2 separate regions of the Mus musculus genome follow, and region 1 is linked to region 2. Evidence: chromatin contacts called from public ChIA-PET data. All regions are on one chromosome and are shown on one strand. Each heading gives the region's core, a stretch centred on a gene start, on an enhancer-like site or on the middle of the called end of the contact. The rest is flanking DNA. Distances are from core to core; before and after follow the strand shown. Region 1 holds the start of Atp6v1f (ATPase, H+ transporting, lysosomal V1 subunit F). Region 2 overlaps Ccdc136 (coiled-coil domain containing 136).

Region 1 (4,410 bases), core at 1,598-4,097, 52 kb after region 2:
AACTCAGTCTTGGGCCCCATCCTACGTGATGGGACCAACCACACTCTGTTTGTTGGAAGACCAGAGGTATGTCTCATGAGTCTCCTAGGACCAGAGTTTCTTTTCAGTTCAATCAAGTTCACAATCCAAATTGACTGCCAGACATACACACAACCGCCAGACTAGACCATGTGGATATGTCAAACATGCCATACCCAAGGTTCTCCTCCCCCCATCACTGACTGTCTGTCTGTCTGTCTTTGTTGGAAAAACAATGGCCCTTTCCCCTCCAACCTACTCATTTCAGAATTTATACCCTCAGGAATGTTACTTCTTGTTTTGTTTTGGTTTTTTTTCAAGACAGGATTTCTCTGTGTAGCCCTGGCTATCCTGGAACTAGCTTGATAGAGCAGGCTAGCCTTGAACTCACAGAGATGCCCTTGCCTTTGCCTTCCGAGTGCTGGGATTAAAGATGGGCAGAATTGTTACTCTTATTCCAACAGGTACCCCGGCTAGAAGACAGGTCTCTTTGCTTGCTGCTCAAACACATCCAATCTCAAAACTCTGGCTCTAAGAATCTCTCACCTCCATGTAGTCCACTTTCCCTACCATCAGCCCTGCACTCCAGCCGGCACTTCTGTTTGATTCCCTCCTTTGGCAGTGACTCTGCACACACGTGGTTCTAGAATAGCTCTAACGTATGAGCCTGGTGATGAGGACCCTTTAGACCTCAGGAAAACATCTAGATTCTTTAATTTTGATTGTTTGCTTGGTTGTTGGTGGTGGTTGTGGTGGTTGTGGTGGTGGTGTGCGTGTGTATGTGTTTGGAGAAAAGGTCTCTCTATGTATCCCTGGCTATGCTGGAACTAACTCTGTAGACCAGGTAGCTTTAAACTCAGAGATCCACCTGCCTCTGCCTCCTGAGTGCCACTGCAGCCTGTTTTGTTTTGTAAATTTTTTTTTTTTGGTGATAGATTTAAAAAATCAATTGTTTGCATTTAATTAGTTATTTGCTGTGCCTCTGCGTGTGTTTGTAAAACAAATGTAGAGAGATCAGAGGACAACTTACAGAACTTGCTTCTCTCTCCTTCCACAGTGTAGGTTCTAGAGAGTTCACTCAGGTCATGAGCTGTGTAGTAAGTGCCATAACTCACTGGGCCATCAGGACAATCTTAACATATAGTTGTGGTGGTCTGAATATGTTTTGCCCACGGGAAGTGGCATTATTAGAAGGTGTGGCCTTACTGGAGGAGGTGTGGTCTTATTAGAGGACGGGTGTCACTGTGGAGGTGGGGCTTTGAAGTCTCATATATATGCTCATGTCTGGCCCATGTGATCAAGACTCTTGTTCTGGCTGCCTTTGGACTGAGATGTAGAACTCTCAGCTCCTCCAGGACCACGTCTGCTTGCAAGCTGCCATGCTTCCTGCCATGATAATGGACTGAACCTCTGAATCTGTAAGCCAGCCTCAATTAAATGTAACCTTTCTAAGAGTTGCCCTGGTCACAGTGCCTCTTCACATGTGCTGGTGCCCCTCTCATTCCTAAGACAATATCCCAAGCTGGCCTTGAGCTTGTGCCAATCTTCTTGCTTCAAACCTCCTAAGTGCTAGGATTGTTTCTATGCAATTATCTAAATTTAGGAACTAACATGAGGCCTTGCTTGGTTTCTACAGCACTACATAGTGTCATCATTCATTTGCCTATTTCTTTGGTAATTTAATATATATTCAGTAATTGTTAGCCATGTCATAGTTAGCATGCATGTGTACATCATACCGATTCAGACCTTGACCTTCCAGCTAGGAAATACCTGTTCTTGGACAGTTATGGTAGCCTATGTCTGTAATCCCAGACTGAGGCAAGAGTTGAAACAAACAAATGGACAGGAAATAGTGGTGCATTTCTGTAGTCCCAGCATTCAGGAGGATGATGCAGTAGGACCACTGGCTGCAAGTTCAAGGCCAACCTAGTCTACATTCTGAGTTCCAGGCCAGAAAAGGCTACATATAGCAGGTTTCAAAAAACAAACTACCAAATAAAACCAAAAAAAGGGGGTAGGTAGTTTGGCCTAATCCTAATATTTGGATAAATCTTTTTATAAGATTTATTTATTTCATATATGTGGGTACACTGACACTGTCTTCAGATGGTTGTGAGCCACCATGTGGTTGCTGGGAATTGACCTCAGGACCTCTAGTAGAGCAGTCAGTGCTCTTAACCACCTAGCCATCTTCCAGCCCTGAGACCTATCTTTAAAAAAAAAAAAGCACTGGGTTGACCAGATGAACCTCAAGGTGACTCTCATAGGGTGTATTATGACCTCACAAACTTGTGGCCTGCTCCACTGCCACACTACACCTGCCTCCGAAATCACAAATGTAACAACAAAAAGATGTTTTTTTTTTTTAAGTCAAACAAATCAAGCACACACTGTTCTGTTTTGTGTAATGGCGCAGGCCTATAATACCAGCATTCGGAAAGTAGAAGCAATAGGATCTATCCTCTTCTACACTGCAAGTTCAAGTCCGGCCTGAGATAGGTAACCATCTGTCTCAAAAAAGCCAAAACCAAACTAACGTACACTGAAAAGAAAGAAAAAAAAAGTATGTCCCCTAAAGTCTCGGTCTCTAATAACACTAGGTTCAAAAGGCATTTCTTCCAAGAGAGAAGAAATTAAGGACAGAATGCCAGAGAGAGGCCTGTGACGCTCAGCCTTCTGGGAGACGTAGTTCTGTGGTTTGTGTTTCTGGCCTCTATGGCGCAAGAGTACGCAGATTAAGCGGAGTTCCTGCTAAATGCGCATGCCCGGGAGGCGGGGAACTGCGCATGACTGAAGGGCGGGGTCTCTGCGGGGGCGGGGCATCACAGGTGTTTGGGAAGCGCTCTGCCCGGCGGACAGGATGGCGGGCAGAGGTAAGCTAATCGCGGTGATTGGAGACGAGGACACGGTGACTGGTTTCCTGTTGGGCGGCATAGGGGAGCTAAACAAGAACCGCCACCCTAATTTCCTGGTAGTGGAGAAGGATACCACCATCAATGAGATCGAAGACACTTTCAGGTACGGTAGCCTGTTAGGCCTAAATGGGTCCTTCCGCTTGCTACAAGCACGGGGAGAATTGGTGGCCTGATAACCTGGGTGTCACGTGGTGATGGGGACCGGGATGGTCCCGGAAGTCGTCTGTCCACCCTGAGCAGGGGCCTCCGCCATCTAAGTTCCCTTTTGGGGCTCAGTGGGGTCCGGCCTACCGCAGGTCCACGAACTTTCCCCATCACATGATTGTGTGTCAGTTTAGGAGGGGAGTGGAGCTTATGGTCTGCACCAGCTGTAATTGGACGCCTGGAGCCTCTTGCCAGTGCTGACCGGCTTGTTCAGCCCTCTTCCGGGGTCTCTGTAGCGTATTCTCTGAACCTTAGTCTTTTCGACTAAGAAAACTAACCACCTCCAGCGTAGGTCCGGACAGTGGGCGCGTGTGTGTGTGTGTGTGTGTGTGTGTGTGTGTGTGTATACGCTTCATTTATCTTAGAGGCTTACAATTGTCCTGTAAGGTACTGGTTATTCCCAGTTACTAGTGAGAAAAATAAAGGACAATTGGTTAGGGCACAGGCACATTAGCCATAGGAGGCAGAACCCAGGTCAACTCTTTCTTTTTAATTACGGCGTTTGTGTGTGTCCGTGGGTAGGTGTGCACACATGGAGGTCAGAAGACAACTTGTGGAGTCAGTTTTCTTTCCATGGGCTTTGAGGATTGAACTCAAGTAACAGGGCTTGGATAACAAGCAGCTTTACCTGTGTCTTCTAAGTTACTACCCACTCTGTTTATTCAGCTCCCTGCAGTCTGCCATGGGGCTTCCATTTGTCTTGCGCACAATAAGCAAAACATCTGGGAAGTATGGCCTTCCCCAAAGACTTTGTACTTCAGATCTTCACATCATACCCTGGGTCGTAGTTTTTAAAACTGGGTGCAGGCATTCCTTTTAAGCCAGAAAGTGCACTGTTGACTAGAATTGAGGGTGCCAACTCTCTATTTTTTTTCCTCATTCCTTTTCTAGAATTACTATGCCAAATCTCAGGAATAAACTGCCCTCACCTGTTTCCCCTAAATAGCCCAGTCCAGGGATGCTGGCTGAGACTAGTTCCCACAGCCTGGAGCGTGGCAGGCTCTGACCTGGGAGACTGATCTCTTAGCAAACCAGTAAAGTGACCTCCATTGCCACTGGAGGACAGATCTTACTTCCAAGGATTTACCATGTTTCCAACAGGAAGGGGTCCTAAAATCACCAAGCCAAATCTACTCCATGCTCGACACAAAGTAGGTGCCCAGTGAATGACTTTTAATGAGTAAATACTTAGCTGAATGGGTGTGCATGTCTGTGTGTGGAGGTGATCACATGCGAGGAAGGCCAGAATGACAGTATCTGTCTGGAAATG
Region 2 (4,552 bases), core at 1,009-3,508:
CCAGATTTCTGAAACAACTTGCAAGTGATTTTAAGGATATGGTCTGTACCTTGAATGCTGATTTGAGTATTAGAAGAACCAGTGCTCTTTTAGGATATAGTCAGACTTGAAGTAAATTCCCAAATCTTGAATTTTGCTTCAAATTAAACAAAATGCTATTCTTGTTTTGTTTTGTTTTGTTTTTTAGAGATGAGTGTTGAGACAGAGTCTTGTGTTTAGACTAGGTTACCCTTGAACTTGTGGTGATTCTCCTGCTTCCACTTCTATTGCTCAGATTATAGGCATGTACCACCATACCCAGCTTGGTACAGGACAATATTTTTGACTCACTTTCTTTAAGAAAATAATTCCAGCAATGATACATAAGGGTTTGTTGACTTTTTCTGTGGTGTATAAGATGTCAGTCAGCCATTGCCATTTACCCTGTTGAGCACTGTCAGCCCTTGATTATGATAGGAACTAGAAAGGAGTGGAGCCCCTTGGGGAAAAGGCATAAGAGTCTTGGGAGATGGTGAGCCTGGCCATGTTCTGCGAGGGTGCTCCGGCTCCTGCCTCTCCCAGTAGTAGACAGTGACCCTAGGGAAAGGCCTTTATGATATAGAGGACTGAGAAGGTCACAGTCTGGTTGCCATTCCATCCCAGGGCTTACATTTTGCCTGCTTTCTTCACTCCCACTCAGTTGAGAGATCCACTGGATCCCTGATTTGCTTCAATACCTCGTACAGTGCTAGAGCTTACAGGAAGTGAAAGGTGTGCTGCCGTACAAGTCACTGAGGTTTTACTTGATTTTAAAATACCTGGTTCTGAGAATAAGAGGCTAATGTAGCTTTAACCCAAATTCAGCAATGGCTCTTACTTTACTAAAGGTTTTACAGTATGATTAAGACTAGGGATGTAGCTCGGTGGTAGAGCACTGGCCTAGCATACATTAGGTCCTAGGTTCAATTTCCAATATGGGTGTCAAAAGTCAGGAAAACAAAAAATAAGAAAAATTATATCCAAATTAAGTCCTGATTGATGAAGTAAATAAATTAAGTCTAAAAACAATTGACAGGGTGGCTTGAACTGGTTTTCCCTGCACTGCTGGGAGCTGGAGATAGTGTGTCACAGGGAAGGGAGGGCACTGAGATCTCTGCTTCTCAAGCTACTCTCTGGGAGCGTGGCAGATGAGCTTAGTACAGTATGATGGAGTGCTCAGAACTACCTAATGGCGCCCCCTTAACATAGAGGTCTGAGCTGCACAGGGCGATCAATCCAGGTGACTGAACAAGGAAGAGAGGGGGCCGAAAAAGTGGCAGGAGGCAGGGAGCACACGGTGCTGTGCCAGCCCCTAACTATACCTTCTGTAGTAACCTTGCCCTGCACTCCTGACCCATAGTGTGATGCTCTGCTGGCCAGACTGACAGAATTGCAGGACAAGTTCAAAGCCAGCCAGGAGGAGATTGGGCACCTGCAGATGGAACAGTGTGAGCTCCTGGAGGACCAGAGGAGGCTGCAGGAGGAGCAGGGCCAGCTGCAGGAAGAGCTGCACAGGCTCACATTCCCACAGCCCAAATGTGGCATCTTGCAGAAGGTACTCATTGCCAGGGCGAGACCATTGATCAGGGGGAGGCTGCTCTGAGAGGCTTCCAGGTATAGCTGTCCATGGGGAAGAGAGGGAAGTGAGCAGTTTCCTTTCTTGCTCAGGTACCTTTTATTTTCTTACCATTCTCCCCACAGAGCTGATTTGGGTTTTTCTTCATAAAGGCTTTAAACTTTAACATTTATATTCTGAAGTCTGTGCAGTGTTATGTATTTAGCTATTTGGTCAGTCTGGAGGAAGTACACCTGAAATCAGTTTGTGAACTGTAAAATATCTACACATTGGAGTCTTTTTTTTTTCCGATTAGCAAACTTCCATGGAAAGAACCGCTTTCCCCAGAAGGGCTCTGTGAAGCAGGGAAGAGGCAGAGCCCAGCAGGGATGGGGCTGAGGAGGGCGTTTCTTCCTTAATCGCCGCCTTTCCTTCCTCCTCCCTACTCAGAGTCAGGAGCTGCTTTCAAAGCTGCAAGATCTGTGTGAAATGCAGCTGCTCTACCAAAACATGCAGGAGCAACAGCGAAAGCTGACACAAAACCAGGAGTGTGTACTGAAGGAGCAGCTAGAGGCACACAAGCATCTTCGAGGTTTCAAAGAGTCTCATTTCCAGGAAGTGTTGGCGAACCCTCAAGATGCTAGAGGGCCTAAGTCCTCCAGTTGTGAGAATAAGGTAACCACAGCAGCAGGAAGGGGTTTGGCTCTTGTGAGGACAGCTGTGCGGCAGGGAAAGGGCTCTGTAGAAGAGTTGAACCAGGAAGGCCTATTTGGATAGGAAGTAGGATGAGACTGACGCCCTTGTCAGGGTCTTCCACGGGCTCCACTACTTAGACACCCTGAGTATCTCACGCAGAGGCGCACGCTCTGCTGTGATGTTTGGATGCAGAATGATTTTCTTTTTAAAGAGCTGAAGAGAAAGCAGCATCTAGAACAGAGTTTAGGTGGCCTGGAAGGTCTGTCTGACCACTGGGTTCTATCCCCACAACATGGCATTTTCAAAATATGTGCAATCAGCTCACTGTTTGTTTTGATTCCTGTTGACCAGCCCTGAGTGTGTCATCTTTTTGTGTGGGCTAGAAAGTCTGCTCCATTGTCAGAGTCTGTAACCTTTTGAGTCTCCATAACAAATCTAGCCCCAGTCATCTCCAAGGAAAACAGTTGCAGCAGACAGGATCATGGTGCCAACTACATTATTTTACTGAACGTTGGGCCAGGTTATAGGAACTAAATAGAAAAATCATTGTTTGTCAGACACTATCAGGAGTCACTGTCATGCCTGTGAGGTAAGATGGCTAGGAATTTCTACACAAATCTGTTCAGAGTTGGGCAATAAATTTGGTCCAAGGTCTCAGTGTAAGCAAGAGCAGGTAGACAGTTTCAGTTCAGGCTAAAACTACCAGTTTTAATATTCCCATGAACAAGGAGAATCAGGAAATGGAGGAAGTCCAAACTGTGGGACTTCTTGAGCATTCCAGGGGTGTTAGATATCCAGGCTGAGAGCCTGGGTAGCATAGAAACTGGGAAGTCACGTGTAAACTGTTTCCTTGATCTAATACTGAATGTATACTTGAGGCATGGAAAACATACTTTCAGGGAGAAGGTACAGGGACTAGTGAGGAGCAAGACCTTGATTCCAAGCCTGAATCTTCCAAGAAACAAATTCATAGTCACACATTTGCAGCTGGGCTGATTGTCCCATGAGGGGTGGTGGAGAGGACTGAGCCCAAGGTCAGGATGGGGGCACTTGACTTAAGAAGATCATCGGTGTGATAGGGAGCCCGGGTGTGCGTGAGACCTACCTACACAGCTTCAGGGAGGAAGTTTCTGCCAGAGTACAGAAACCAGTAGAACGGGAGCTCTAAAATCACTTAGTATCTGTCCTGGGAGATTTTTTTCAAAGTAGCAGAAAGCTGCCCCACACCAGTCTCCTGTAGGTTAAGGCAAAGGCAAAGGCCTTGTGAAACAGAGGTAGGTGTGTGTGCTCTTCTCTCAGGTAAGCACTCACATCTGCCCTAGGAGAGGGGCAGCTGAAAGGACTGGAATATCTCACAGTAATGGTGATGTCTCCTGCCCCCTGCCTCCCCCCTAGTTCAAGGTGCTTATGGACCAGCTGCAGGCTCTGCAGGTGCTATATGACACCAGTCAGAAACAGCAGGAGGTACTGCAGCGGGAGCATGGGCGGCTCATGGAGGAGCGGAAGAGGCTGCAGGCTGAGCTACAGCTCTGCATGGAAGAAATGCAGGTGCTCCAAACTCAGTCCCCCATGATAAAAAGGAGTTTTGAGTACTGCGGGAAGAACTCAGGCAGCAGGGCCCCCAGCACTGAGAACTTCCACAGGAGTTACGAGAGCTCCATTGATGAAAATGAGGGCTATCAGAAGAGTTATGTGAGCTCCCAGCCCAGCACTGAAACCTTCCTCAAGAGCTATGACAGTAGCACCAGTGCCAACGAGGCCTTTGAGAAGAGTTACTGCTCCAGCAGCACAAGTGTGAGCTATAAGAAGAGTTATGGCTCTGTCAGTAGTGGTGAGACCCTTCACAGGAGCTATGCCAGCAGCAGTACTGATGAGGACCCAGCTGAGCCTGAAGACTTGGAGGTAACCATTGCCAGGTTATTGGTCAGGCAGGGAAGGTGGGTTCCTCTGAAAGAAACAGCACCAGGGGAAGGGCATATGAATGAGATAGGAGCAGGGGCAGAGCAGGCTCGGAGTATGGAAGACTTCTGCTAGTGACTGTCCTGCTTCCTCTTACTCCTGACAGACGTGTCCTGGTTTGCACAAAGACCCCGAGGTTCAGGACTTTGAACATAGTCAGGATGTTCTTTATGGGAGGAAGTATGGTCCCCCCGCCCCACCCCCAGGCAGCTCCAGGAAAGGGCCAGAGGTGTAGAGTGTAGGACAGAGATCAAGGGCTTCTTGGGGTGCTGTCATCAATCCCCCACTCTCTGCAGCACTTTGAGGAAACAGTGGCCAAGGTGC

What was found. ChIA-PET counts read pairs in DNA pulled down with a chosen protein or histone mark.
Region 1: a contact with region 2 is called in an RNA polymerase II ChIA-PET map of memory CD8 T cells, with 221 read pairs. The contact joins the promoter of Atp6v1f here to the enhancer-like site in region 2. A contact is called at or near these places in 7 of 39 promoter capture datasets (the HPC-7 cell line, HPC-7-derived erythroid cells, embryonic stem cells and 3 more), 1 of 15 datasets of contacts at CTCF or cohesin (the NIH/3T3 cell line), 6 of 115 datasets of contacts at active chromatin or transcription factors (the SCID.adh cell line, effector CD8 T cells, embryonic stem cells and 1 more) and 3 of 9 other capture datasets (adipose tissue, liver and pancreatic islet).

The regions. Positions count from the first base shown.
Region 1 is chr6:29,464,936-29,469,345 of GRCm38.p6, forward strand. Atp6v1f (ATPase, H+ transporting, lysosomal V1 subunit F) reads left to right here and starts at 2,848. Exons shown (of 2, transcript NM_025381.2): 1 at 2,848-3,039. The coding sequence starts at 2,882.
Region 2 is chr6:29,413,408-29,417,959 of GRCm38.p6, forward strand. Ccdc136 (coiled-coil domain containing 136) reads left to right here. Exons shown (of 18, transcript NM_001347071.1): 12 at 1,379-1,573; 13 at 2,024-2,248; 14 at 3,665-4,171; 15 at 4,525-4,552. Among named protein-coding and RNA genes, the nearest start is that of Flnc, 17 kb to the right of the region's middle. Within about 2 kb of position 2,259, at least 28 of the 459 cell types and tissues checked have an H3K27ac peak or open chromatin away from gene starts, as enhancers often do. A contact at or near this core is called in the SCID.adh cell line, effector CD8 T cells and memory CD8 T cells, where this site is marked.